Linked DNA regions of Mus musculus: region 1 is linked to region 2. The links are chromatin contacts, called in public HiChIP or PLAC-seq maps. All regions are on one chromosome and are shown on one strand. Each heading gives the region's core, a stretch centred on a gene start, on an enhancer-like site or on the middle of the called end of the contact. The rest is flanking DNA. Distances are from core to core; before and after follow the strand shown.

Region 1 (6,551 bases), core at 3,650-6,149, 420 kb after region 2:
TTGGCAGCAGGGGTGCTGACCACTGTCTCCTTCCTTCAGTGACTGAGCACTGGTATTGGTTCATTTAGGATTGGAGTAATTTAGTAAGTTCCAGAGTGGTCCAAGGCCACAAGGACATTCTTTTGGTAATAACGGGTTTGTCAACAGGGGCCATTATCTCCCATGATTTTGCCCTAAGAGAATGTTCCTTCTATCCTACCTGGCTTGTACAGGTACCCACAGTTATGCTGTTGCATGTGATGGGGTAGGAGTTTGGTGTCTGCTTGCAGGCTGAAAAAAAGATGAAGGGCAGCTGGCTGTTTCCTGATAAGGTACCTAGCCAAAGCCACTACTGTCTAAATCATGCCCCAAGGGCCTGCCTGTAGGATGTTTTGTGAGCCATGAAGCAGGGCATAAGAGCAAAGGGCATTGAGGGAAGGGGTTGTAAAGGACAAAGAACAGTAGGGCCTGCAGCAGTGGCTCAACCTCCAGACCTGAGATGCAGGCGTGGCACTTCCTGGCACTTCAGTGGTTACCGAGCAAAGAAAAGTGCTATGGCGGTCCTGTCTTAATAAGGCCTGGCTCAGACTCCTAGAGAGTTACACTGGGGCAAGAGAGCCATACCATGCAATTAGCAGCTTCAGGTGCAAGAATCCCAGGGACCAATATCTGGTGTCAGCCTGGACAGGGACAGTGGTGCAGCGATCACAAGGAGTCTGGGGGATCATGGCTAGGCAGAACAAGTGAAATGAGAGGGGTGAGAGAAACTGAGAGATAAAGCTATACTGCTGAGACATGACGGTGGGCATTTGTAATAGACAAAACAGCTGATCCAGAAAACGGGTCCTCACATTGGCCAGCTCCTCCTCAATAACACTATCCAGGCTTGCTCAGCTCTGCATAAGCCACACCCTGGGCACTTGTCCACCTGGCCCACGCCAAGGCATCAGACCTTCATCTTAAATCTTCCTTTTCTCATGCAGTGGGGGCTCTGAAGTATCCTGTCCTGATCCAAAGTTACCTCATGATCCACAGAGATAATGCAACAAATACCACTAGAACAGAGAACTGTTAGCAAATAGCAGAACTGGGGCCTGACAAAACCCCATTGGTCCACTGAACTTGTCCACACAACAGAATCCGGCTGTCTACGTAGCATCTACAGGAAGTAACTGAAATTACCTAAAACTTTGCAACATGACTCATTGTTCCATAGTGTTCACACACAAGTCTTGGTCTTTCTGAGCCTCATCTCTAGGATGCCACTGTGGCCCAGGCCTGCCTCTTAGGAGGCATTAGGGACATGCCAAAGGGAATAGAGAATGCTGGTAAAGTGCTACATGCCTGGCATGAGGCTTCAAAGTGGGGGCTGCTGCTCCTGACAGGCATGGTGCCAGAACAGCCAGGCAAAGACAAAAGCATGTACCACACCCACATCTAGCTAGATTCCAGACCTACCCCTCTTTGGCTTAGGGTCTTGTGAAGCAACAGATCACAAGTTCCTGAACCTGCAACCATAAGTTGAGATGGTCCAGTGAAAGAGCCACACATATGCTTCTGGGCTATTATTTTCTTTCCTATCACCTTTCTCTGGGCTTGATCCATATCTTGGGGTTTCTGTTGCCTTTTGACCCTTATCTGAAACTTATCCCTCTCTTCCAACCATCTCTGACTGGCTCCATTTTGCTCTGCTCACACACACCCTAAGACACCAAAGGTCACACACACATGGAGTTTGGAGTCCATGACAAGACTGTGAGTGGTGGATGGAAAACCACTACAGTTCTACTCAGCATCATGGAAGCTACATCCCTATCTCCATAAATGAATGTAAATTGAATATAGGGTAGTTTGGATGGTGCTCAGCCTAGTATGTGGCTACTACCCTGTAGCTTCTGTCTGCTGGTTACCACACCGCCCCAACAGCTTTCACAGCACCCCAAGAAGCACGCCCCATTGCTGGTGCAGGAGAAACTTTGGGCTGACATGGAACAATGAGGGAATCCAGGCTGGCAATTACCCAGCTAATTTCAGCTATGTAGACAGCCAAATCAGAGATTTCGGTTTCTTTAAAAGCCCACCTCAGGGCCAGAATTAGCCACAAAATTAATTGTCTGTAGCAGCCTGGGACTTTCTGGGTATAACACGGGTCTCTTCTGATACAGGATGCTGGCTTGTCCCTGAATCCTGTCCCGGTGATGTAATCATTATAATTAGATTCAACCTGAGTCTACCACAGTCGTGAACTCTCAGCAAGCACACTGGGTCTCCTTTTCATCACATATGAGTGAAGTCACAGACACCCTCTGGGAGATGCCTATTTCTGCAGACTTCTCCTCTTTCCTGGCCCCAAGGTCCCCACCAGCTTTCTCTCTGTGAGTGTTCCCCTTCCCTTTTCCATACCAGCAAAAGATGCCTAGCACATTCCAGCTCAGACCCACACCAGTCAAGGGGCTCCCCTGCAGGCCACAAGGACTCTTCAATAGTAAAGTTGGTGTGAACTCTCAGCCCTGAGGGTACACAAGGGTATCGGGGCACCCAGAGCAGGTAGCTCTGAACAAACATGAATTCCACCTAGGGCGATCTCAACCTCTACAGGCTTGAGCTGACCAAACTGCCCTGCTGAAACCCATTGCAGCCAGATGGGTACCAAACCTTCGGCTCACTGGTTCAGCACCTCCAGCACCTCCTGGCCAAGAGCTCAGTTGACTGTCCTCTACCAGCTTCTAGTCCTACTGTTGCTAGCTACAAAGATGGCTTTGGGCCAAGTGAGGACAGGACTCTTTTCAAATAGTGAGTGAGCAGGCTGCCCTCACGCAACGACATAAAAGGAAGCTATATATTCTCTGCAGAAGGGGTCTTGGTTGCATAGCTATCCCTTCTTGTCCTTGTGAATAGTACTGTGTCTTACCTGGGAGAAACCCATAGAGCCCAATGCCACAGTTGGGATCACCCAAATCCTGTTTCCTAACCCAGTCCTGGTGCACAGTTTGTTCCCAGGACTGACAGAATGAGGGCTGCTCACAAGCCTTGTTAGGATATCTGCCTTGATCAATGCTGCTTGGCTCTTGATGTGTCTCAGGATGACCAGTGGGTTCCACTGCACCATGGCATGGGGACATGGGGCCATATTACACAGCACGTCCTCCCCATATCTCATATTAAATCCCAAGGCTTGAGTCACCAGGGGATTCAAAAGTACTGGGCTGGGGGACTGCCTTAGGCTTGTTCAGAGTGTAAGCAACCATCTGCAGAGCCTGTGCGTGAGGTCAGAAGTGGTCATGCAGCCATGTGTTTTCGTGCCACTGCAGTGGTGGAGACATGTCTCTCTGAGTATCAGGTGTCTGTGTATCGCTGGAGGCCCAAACCCATGCGCCCCCCCCCTTGCCCACCTCCTACCTCCCAGGGCTTGTTTCATCACGAACTCCATGGTGATGGCTTGGTTCCTCAGGAGCCACTCCCGGGGTCAGATTTCACATTCAAGTGTGGTCAGGGTCTTCTGCCTAGAGAGAGTAGGTGGTCATAGGTACCCTGACCAACCTTTCCTGAGACCCTCATCTACTCCTTGCTCTCCTCTCCACTATCCCAAGAGTCTAGGGTGAGAGGCTTTGTTCCCACACCCAGACCAGGATGGCAGGGTTCAGAGCCCAGCCAAACCAACAGTTATCTTGCTTCTTCTGGGGTTTCTGAAGGAAGCTTTTAGATGCCACTGCAGCTCACAACCTGGGGCCACCAGTTACTGGAGACTGGCGCCAGCCTCCTCAAGCGGGGGTGGAGCCCAGGGGGCATTTGAAGGTCAATGCTCCGCTGTAGCACCCAGGTTCTGGCTGCTCAGCCTCCTTGGCAGTTTTGGAGCTGTGGGGCAGGGGTCCCTCTGGGGAAGAATTGGAGAGACAAGTCCATGAATGTCCCTCAGGAAAGGTCCTTATGACTTCTGACTAGTCTCAACTATATCTGTCTCTAGAGAGACTCTGGAGGCCCACAGCAGAACTGGCCCTGGATGGAGTCCCCGTCTTCCAGTGGGAGGGGAAACAGATGACCCACTCCTGCTTCTGCATGGGGTAGGGCAACCCAAGTCAGAATGCCCAGCGTGGACTAAAGTGCCAGCAGCATTTAGAAAGGTGCTTTCTGTAATGCCAACAGCTGCAAAGACATCCCTCTTTGTAGAGTCTTTCCTATCAGGGAACCTGGTCCTGAGGGATCCAGTGTTTCACAGGTTTCTCTCTGCGGAATGAGACCCGAAGGGGTGCCAGGCAGGAAGAGTGTCCGAGAAGCTAGGGGTTCAGGGATGCCTTTGCAGCAAAGCCAATTGCCTTCTAAACTTCTCTCTGTTTCCGGGAATCGGGGGATGGGGGCTCCGCAGGGCCAGCTGTAGAGAGGCTAGGACGCTGCGGAGATTCCGCAAAGACCAAGGCATCCCGTTCTCTCGCGGCCGCCGCACCCTTTGCTTTGCTGGGCGAGGTGCCCGACCGGAGCACGGCCTCAGGCCGGAGCGCGCCAGGGAAAGAAGAAAGAAAGAAAGAAAGAAAAAAGATGCCTATGGGAAAGGGAATCAAGGGCCGTTTCAGCACCTCACGATGGACAGCGCCTTTCAGGCTGAGCAACCTTGGGTCTGAAAGACAAGGAACCAAGAGTAGGGGAACCTAGGATATGGGTAGGAGACCCACGGCTAGAAAGCGGGGATCCAGAAAGGGAAGCCCAGGAGTCGGGAAGAAAACTGGGCTGGGAAGGGGAAAGGAGGGAGCCGGTTAAGGTCGGACTGGCTGCTAGGGCGCCGGTTACCTTCCAAGGTGGACGATCAACAGCAGCGCGCTCTCAGGCCGGCGGGGTCCATGTGGCGCTCTGTGCTGCTGCGGCGGCTGAAGGACACCGCGAGGAGGGCGCGTCACTCAGAGGCGCCCCCGCCCGCGTCCCGCATGACGAGGAGGGCGGGGCTCGGCGGAGGTAGGGGGGGCAGCCGCGCCCCCGGTTCCCAGATCCTGGCCTGGCGCGCGCGACAGCTGCATTAGGGGCCCCTCTTTGGCCTGGGCCACTCTCTCCACACCGGCTTGGAGACCCTCCTGAAGTCCTACTGAAGCGCCCTCCTGAAACGCTGGGAGAATGCAGGGATGGGGTCACCATCCCTAATCTACCAACCACGTTTGCTCCTGACCGGGTTTCTTTGCTCTTTGCTGGCAGGGCGGGAGAAGGCGAGCACAGCCCGAGACCCCCGATCGAGCAAGATAGGCCCACACATCCAGGCTTCTCCGGTGTGCAGAGCCGCCAAATGTGGCTTTGGTGGGATAGAAACCCCAGTCAGTCAGGGACGCCTGAAGGTCACTGCGGACATGGATGGGCGGGGGCTCCTGGGAGACAGCCACAGCCCCGCCTCTAGGCCGCCCCTTCCCCTGGCACCGGGATTTCAACTCTGCGGCAGCTGCACTGCAGAGCCCAGTGGCCACAAGGTTGGCCTGGTATCCCTGCAGTTATCCTGGGGGGCTTCTGTGAGGCAATCGTCTTCGCAGAAGTCAGAGCATGTGGGGACACCTAAGCTGTTTTTTATTCTGGCTAGCCAGGTGGTAATTCCTGACCCGCAGAGTCTAGTGCTGATGGCCATTGCTTTAACTGTTAATGTTCCTCCTGGCTGAGTCATTCTTAAGGATTAGGTTGTTCTTGACCTTCACCCAATTCAGTGAAACTTCTTGCCTCATGAGTATTCCCCCTTCACCAACATTCCAAAGCTGCCCCAGGGTGCTTGGTGGCTTGAATTCGAGGGCTAGGGGTGGGGAGTAAGGGAGGGTCCATTCCAGACTTGCTTTTATCAGTTTTTGTTCCTTTGACCTAGCAGATTCAAAGTAGAAGAGACCAGGAACGGAGCTGGAGTGGAGACAAGAAGAGAAAGTGTTAAGCCCCACACCTTCTGCCCTGACTTCAGCCTGGGGCCCTGGAGTTAAGGATACTGTCTGATCCCACTGGTGAAGTGCCTGCACTGCACACAGGCATATGCCTAGGAGGAGAGGATCATTTAGGAAGTTGGGCATGACTCACATCAGACACAGAAGAGTTAAGTCTCCCAGTGCCCTTCCTACTGGCACTGTCCATCTCAGTTCACCCACCACACTCATGGTAAGGTTGGTTGATGCCCAGAGCCTTGTTCAGGCCCAGGACTGATGTCCTGTGGAATGGGGTCACCTGCACACAGATGTGCCCAGTCTGGCTCATTCTGTGTTTTCGGAGTCTATAGTAGCTAGCAAAAGCAAGGGCCACAGCAAGACAGACTCATTACTTCTCACCTGCTTTTCTTCTCCCCGCCACGCCACCAGATGGACCTGACCTTCTGTCAGCAATCCCATAGAAGACCCTGGGTTAACCTCTTGAGACAAAGCAGGCCAACCTAATCCATTCATAGTCCTGAGCCCAGCTGAGATTATTAGAGGCAAAGGACCCTAGGACTAGTGGGCTTCCACTTTTACTTCCTCTGTCTCTGGCTGTCTCTGCCTTCCTGTGTCTACCTTTGTCTCTCTATCGTCTCTATATCTGCTGTTCTTGTTTTTATGTCTCAGTGTATCTCTCTTTGTTTCTCTGTCCTAGCT
Region 2 (6,512 bases), core at 3,456-5,955:
CTTTGCTCCTCTAAATGTTCTGATCACAATATTCTTTGCTCACCATGTATGTGCCTACAATAAAATGGAACATAGTAACTGTGCTGGTTTGAGTGAAAATGGCCCCCAAAGGTTCATAGGGAGTGGTGTTTATTAAGAGGTGTGTCCCCATAGGAAGAAGTGTGCCAGTGTGGGTAATCTTTGAGTTTTCAAATGTTTAAGCCATGTCTGTCTCTTCCTGCTACCTGCTGATCCAAATGTGGAAGTCTCAGCTGGCTCTCCATGACTGCCTTCATGCAGCTATGCTTCCTGCCAACACAATAAATGAACTGAACCTCTGATCCTATGTTTAATGTCCCAATTAAACATTTTCCTTTATAAGAGTTGCCGTGATCATGGTGTCTCTTCACAGCATTAAAAACCTAAAGACAGTAACCATAAACTGAAATCTATGAAATCAAAAAATAAACCTTATTTCCTTTAAGTTGACTTTCTTAGATACTTTGTCTTAGGCAGAACAAATACTGGTGAATAAAGTGAGGAATGAGGGCTGGCGAGATGGCTCATTGGTTAAGAGCGCTGACTGCTCTTCTGAAGGTCCAGAGTTCAAATCCCAGCGACCACATGGTGGCTCACAACCATCTGTAATGAGATCTGATGCCCTCTTCTGGTGTGTCTGAAGACAGCTACAGTGTACTTACATATAATAAATAAATAAATCTTTAAAAAAAAAAAAGTGAGGAATGACTTTAAAAAGATAGAAAAGAGATAAAAATAAAAAGATAGAAAGTAATGATTATTTCCTAAGAAAAACTTTCTATCATACTCAACGTATATCAACATTTGTATTGACTTTTATGATAATGTAAAACTGGTTGATGACTCTTCAGAGGGTCTGACCTGTACCTCACAGGCTGCCAGTGCTCGTCAGAGGATGATTATGAATGTAGCTCAACACAAAACAGTAAAACTTGCTAAAAATATGAAACCTTTTTTTTTTTTGTAATTTCTCTTTTATAACTTGATTACACAGTTCTGAGTGTAAACTCTGGAGATTGTATTATAGTGTCAAAAGGTTAAACACACCTGAGTATTCCATGGGGGATGATACTGATCCAAAAAGGGCAAGACATATATACATACAGCAGGTGGATGGATCTCTGTGAGTTCAAGGCCAGACTGGTCTACAGAGTGAATTCCAGGACAGCCAAGGCTGCACAGAAAACCCACTATCTCGAAAAAAAAAAACAAAAAGAAAAACAAAAACAGCTGCACATCATGGTGAACACCTTTAATTCTAGCATCCATGAGGCAGAGGTAAGCAGGTCTTTGAGTTCCAGTCCAATCAGTTACGTGATTGAGATCCTGTCTCAAAAACAAAGAAAACCAAATATTTTTTTTCTTAGCCAAGAAGGCAGATATAAAATGCCACAACAGATTAACAAAAGCACAGGAAGAAATTAGCTGGGTGTGGTGTTCTCCATAGTAAACACCTATGATCACACCCACTGGAGGAGGCAAAAGCAGGAGGATTCCTTGATCCCAAGAAATAGAGTAACAGACTGTAGTGACAGACAGACAAAGTGGAAATGAGTACATCTTAATTTGGAAAAACGGCCCACTATCAAAGCCCGTGCAAAATCATACAGCTATGGACGTGCTGACGTCCTGGTCCTCTCTTCCTTTCACTAGAGTCAGCTAAACAGACTCAATGGAGATACCTGGGCATGGTGGCATGCACCTGTCATACTAGCACTTAGGAGTCCAAGGTTAAAGAACTGCTGCATTCCAAGCCTGCCTGTCCCACCCCCAGTGTCTCAATCAACTTACGTATGAACACCATCTGATTTTCTTTGTTCAAAAACTAAGGTTCTGCCCTCTGGAGAGGTAAGGTGGAAATCAATATCTAATTCTCCTCCATCTAAAACCTAGAGAAGAGAAAAATACATATTACAAACTTTGAAAATACAAAGTTCTATCAAATAAACCATGTGATGTCAAGATTTTAAAAAGATTTTATCTATTAATGTATTTATTGGAAACAGGGTCTCTTTATGTGGCCCCGGCTGTCTTGGAACTCACTATGAAAACCAGGCTTGGCCAGCCTTTGCTTCCTTCGGAGTGCTGGGATTAAAGGCATGCATCCCCATTTAAAAGATGTGCACGTGGAGGCCAGAGGTTGACATCCTGTATTGTGCTCCAACTTACTTTTGAGACAGGGTCTTATTACATAGCCCAGGCTAGCCTTACCTTGTCATCTTCCTCTCTTAGCCTCCTGAGTATTTAGAATTATCAGCATACAGTACCATGCTTGCTTGCAAGGAAAGTTCTGATGAATAAAATTTCTTTTCTTACCTAGATTCTTTCACTAAACCCATAGCTGGTTTCCCTGTGCCTAGTTTTACTTCCTTTAAATCTGCCTTTCACAGTCTACCTACCTATCTGCTTAATCTTACATGGCCTTGCAAAAAATAAGGGAAAAGGTATTCATCACAAAACACATTTATGGTCCCTTCTGCGTTGCCTCGATGTGTGGTCTATTTTCTTCCTTTGCTACTCCTACCCTAAGACCTGACAGTCTTCAAAGCTAATAAAACCCCAGTACTTATAGTATGCCTCGGAACACTTAAACTATACATCCTACAATCACAATGTCTAGTCAATTCTTCCCTTTTCTAAAACTGGCCTCATTCCTTGCATTCTTAACTCATTTTCAGATTTATTTTTATTTTCTCCAACAATCCTATTCTCTGAAAACCAAAAATCATGCTTTATTCAAATTGCCTGTAGGATGTGATGGTTCATGCTGTAATACCAGTCCTGGGTGGGGGGGGAGGACACGACTTAGAGAAGGACTCCTGTGAGATCGGAGGCTAGCCTGGGCTAAATACTGAATTCAATGCCATTGGATACATAGTTGAAACCTTGTCACAAAAACCAGAGCAACCAACCATCCATCCAACCACAGCCTACCAAACCCATCAAGCCCAAACAAAGCCTGCCTATGAACCCCCAAACTCCTGAGAACCAGGTTTTTCTCAGTTTGTTCCTCCTCCTGGAACAATTCCTTGCATACATTAATTGTTCAGTAAATGCTAAACTTTTGTTCACAAGTGGAAATCAAGAAATATTAAGCTGTAACCTTAGTTGTGCTGAGATTTTTGTATATTATGACTTTAGATACTTCCTGTAATTACTGTAAACATCTATAAATAATCCCAAAGGCTCCACATATAAAAGTTTTACATAAGAATTAAAAAAAGATTTAATAATAAGCGTATTCTGCTGATACTAAAAAGAAAACAATGACACGGGAAGAAAGCTGACAAAGTTCAATGGAAGAAAGGTCATACACTATTATCTTATTTGATTTCAAAGTGATGGATGTACACCCGGGATGACAATGTACCACTAAATACAGCAACAGTCCATTTCAACACATTTCAAAATCTGACTTAGAGATCTTCGCATGGACACAATTCAATACTCCCAAGACTGGGTTTCACTATGCAGCCTTGACTGTTCAGAGATCCACTTGCCTCTGCCACGGGAATGCTGGGGTTAGAGGCGTGTGCCACCACTGCCCAGCCACAATTCAAAACATCGTGCCGATTTTATAATATCGGGATTTGGTGAAAGTGGTGAGAGTGAGTCAAACAAGTGTTATCACTTCGTCCAATAATAAAGAAGAACGTGTATCAACCCCTTACAGCGAACTTCTCAGAACTGTAGGGTATGTAAACTAGCTTGAAATGGCTTGGGGGAATTAAGAAACAAAGAGTAACGCCATTGACGTCACCAGTGCTGGCCTCTTTCCGACCAGAGGAAAGGGAAGAGAGAGGGTAGGTGTCAATTTTAGGACTGGCCAAACTTGTGAGTTCCAGGCTCCCAGGAGCCCCGCTTAAGTACGCCTGCGCCAAGCAGGCCAGTTTCCCAGGAGACCCTCCTCGGATTCACCTCGGTCGCTGTCCCACCTTTTCCAAGTAGGTGAGAGGCGACCATGTGGTGCGGCCCGGCCCAAGGAAGGCTAGCCCACTTCCGCACTTACTTGGTATTCGATCTCCAACGATGCCTTCAGGGGCATGGGCTGGTAGAAACACTCCTTCCGGCCGGCCGGCAGCGTGAAGGTAAAATCACTGTCCAAAGAGGGTGTGAAGCCGGCCGCCCCGCGCAGCAACGCTGCGGGCAGAGCGGACAGGAGCAGCACGGGGAATGGCAGCCACATCCTGCCGCCCATCCCTGTCGATCTCTGCCTGGACGCGTGTAGGGAGGTGCGGGATACTGGTGTCTCCGATTTGAAATCCCGATCTGAGGGAACTTCAGGCAGCGGCGAGCCTCACTCTCTTGGAAGGTGGAAGCACTGCCTTCCACTGGGCCGGGCGAGGGCGGGGCCAGCGTCCCCTTTCGGCTGCCTTCTGGGTTTCGCATCCTTCCTTCACACCAGACTTGTCGGTTTCGGCTTCCCTCACACACGCCAATCAACGTTGGCGGGGGTAACGACGGGAAATGTAGTCCGAGGTGACCACGGCACGCCGCTCATCCGCGCTTCCAGACTCATTTCCCGGCATGCCCTGCGCCCCGCTCCCGTTCGCAGAGCCCCGCGTGGTGGGCGGGGTCGGGGCCCGGGAGGCGGGTCCCAACGGCTGCCGCGGCGGTTCGAACTCGGCGCCTCGGAGGTTCGCTGGTTCTCCTCATCGAGAGTCAGAGGCTTCCATGTCGTGGGCTGCGAGAGTGTCCCAGGCTTCCGAGCGCAGAGGAGGCTCGCGGTGCGCCGTGGTCTGGGGACGCTAACCCCGCCTGCGATCTGGGTGGTGAGCAAACGCCTCCTGGCTGGAAAAGGGCTTTCCCGAGGGGTTTGTTTTCTCTTGGGACAGTCGACCTGCGCCTGGCCTGCTTGTGAGGCGTTTTCTTTTATTTGAGGCAGAATCGGAAAGGAGGCTGCCAGACTTTGCTCTACTCCCTACAGGCAGATGGAGGACCTCTTTCTTGAAATAAAATACTGTATAAAACCATGTACTCTTTCTCAAGCGGAAAGTCCTGTCACAGGATTTTATAGAGTGTAAAGTGCTTGTCCTTCGCTCGATGAGTGTGCGTGTGTGAGAACTCATTTTTCACTAGACTTGAAGATACGGTTGTCAGGGCCGCCCTATAGGTAAGATGATAAGCCTTTCTACGTACACATACTACAGGTAAACGTAGGAAAATGAGGATGTTTAAATACCAGACGTATCCAATTCTGAACGGCTAGAAAATTCTTACGTGAAAATGCACAAGTTGCTGAACGTAAAAGCCTGACTTAAATGGTGTCCTACAGTACTGATCAGCATTTTCTAGTCTCAAGTTTCTTCTTTTCTCTCCTCCATTATTCTGTACGAAGCTAGAGATGTTGCATAGATGTGAAGTAGCATGGATTCCTGAGCCACTGACTGGGGAAGTCTTCCAGCTTATGCAGAAGCAAATTTGTTAAAAAGAAAACCAGAAACAGGGTAGAAAAGGGTAGAAACATTTACATCTACAAAATATCTCGTTTAATTTTAGGCCTCAACTTTTTCCAATAAGGTGCGAGGTGTTTTTTTGTTTTTGTTTTTTTTTCCAATCCACCCTACTCCTGAGAAATTTTGCGTGGGAAATTAATGTACCAGGACCGTTTTTACCTGAGTGAGGGAGGGAGAAGGCAGTTTATTCATTTATCCGTTCAAAATAATTGAGTTTTCCTAAGTGCATTACACTCTTGAACATAATAGGTGGGAATTAATAATATCTGTAACCCAAATTTTAAGAAAGGCAATGAAAGAGGTGCTACAGTGAAAAAAAAATTAAATGGAATATGAGAGAGAAGTGAAATTGTAAGATTATGCAGAAAGTTCTATAGTAGGAGTGGAAATTCTAAAACTTTTTAGTTTTTATTTTAGTAATTACAATAATAAAGCATCCTTTACTGTGATTTCAAGAATATTAATTTTACTCTGTGTCTGTGGGTGTTTGGGATCCTCTGAAACTCGAGTTACAGACCATTGTAAGCTACCATGTGGGGGCTGAGAATATCAGTGGCAACCCTTTGAAAGAGCAATGCCTTTAAACCCAGAGCCATCTCTCCAGCCCATCATGATCTTTCTTTTTTTTTTCTTTTTTTTTTTTTTAAGATTTATTTATTATTTATTATATGTAAGTACACTGTAGCTGTCTTCTGACATTCCAGAAGAGGGAGTCAGATCTCGTTACGGATGGTTGTGAGCCACCATGTGGTTGCTGTGATTTGAACTCTGGACCTTTGGAAGAGCAGTCAGGTGCTCTTACCTGCTGAGCCATCTCACCAGCCCCATGATCTTTCTTTTATGGCCAAGAAACTTAGTTTCATGCTCACAGGTTGGTGCAGCAAACAGTTCACTGCATGTAGTTCTATGAGTTGAACTGCTAACTGTCATTTTTGTTTTGTTTTGTATTTTTTTGAGACCATGTCATACTATACAGGCCAGGTTGGCTTTGCGCTCACAGAGACCCACTTGCCTCTACTTCCCAAGTGCTAGGATTAA

What was found. HiChIP or PLAC-seq counts read pairs in DNA pulled down with a chosen protein or histone mark.
Region 1: an H3K4me3 HiChIP or PLAC-seq map of embryonic stem cells shows a contact between it and region 2, with 9 read pairs. The contact joins the promoter of Cplx1 here to the promoter of Ccdc18 in region 2. A contact is called at or near these places in 3 of 39 promoter capture datasets (the HPC-7 cell line, cranial neural crest and hematopoietic stem and progenitor cells) and 1 of 115 datasets of contacts at active chromatin or transcription factors (embryonic stem cells).

What each region holds. Positions count from the first base shown.
Region 1 is chr5:108,545,128-108,551,678 of GRCm38.p6, forward strand. Cplx1 (complexin 1) reads right to left here and starts at 4,900. Exons shown (of 4, transcript NM_007756.3): 1 at 4,762-4,900; 2 at 3,379-3,482. The coding sequence starts at 3,409.
Region 2 is chr5:108,128,209-108,134,720 of GRCm38.p6, forward strand. It overlaps Ccdc18 (coiled-coil domain containing 18), which reads left to right and starts at 4,706. Exons shown (of 29, transcript NM_028481.1): 1 at 4,706-4,790. Tmed5 (transmembrane p24 trafficking protein 5) reads right to left here and starts at 4,412. Exons shown (of 4, transcript NM_028876.3): 1 at 4,028-4,412; 2 at 1,810-1,907. The coding sequence starts at 4,216.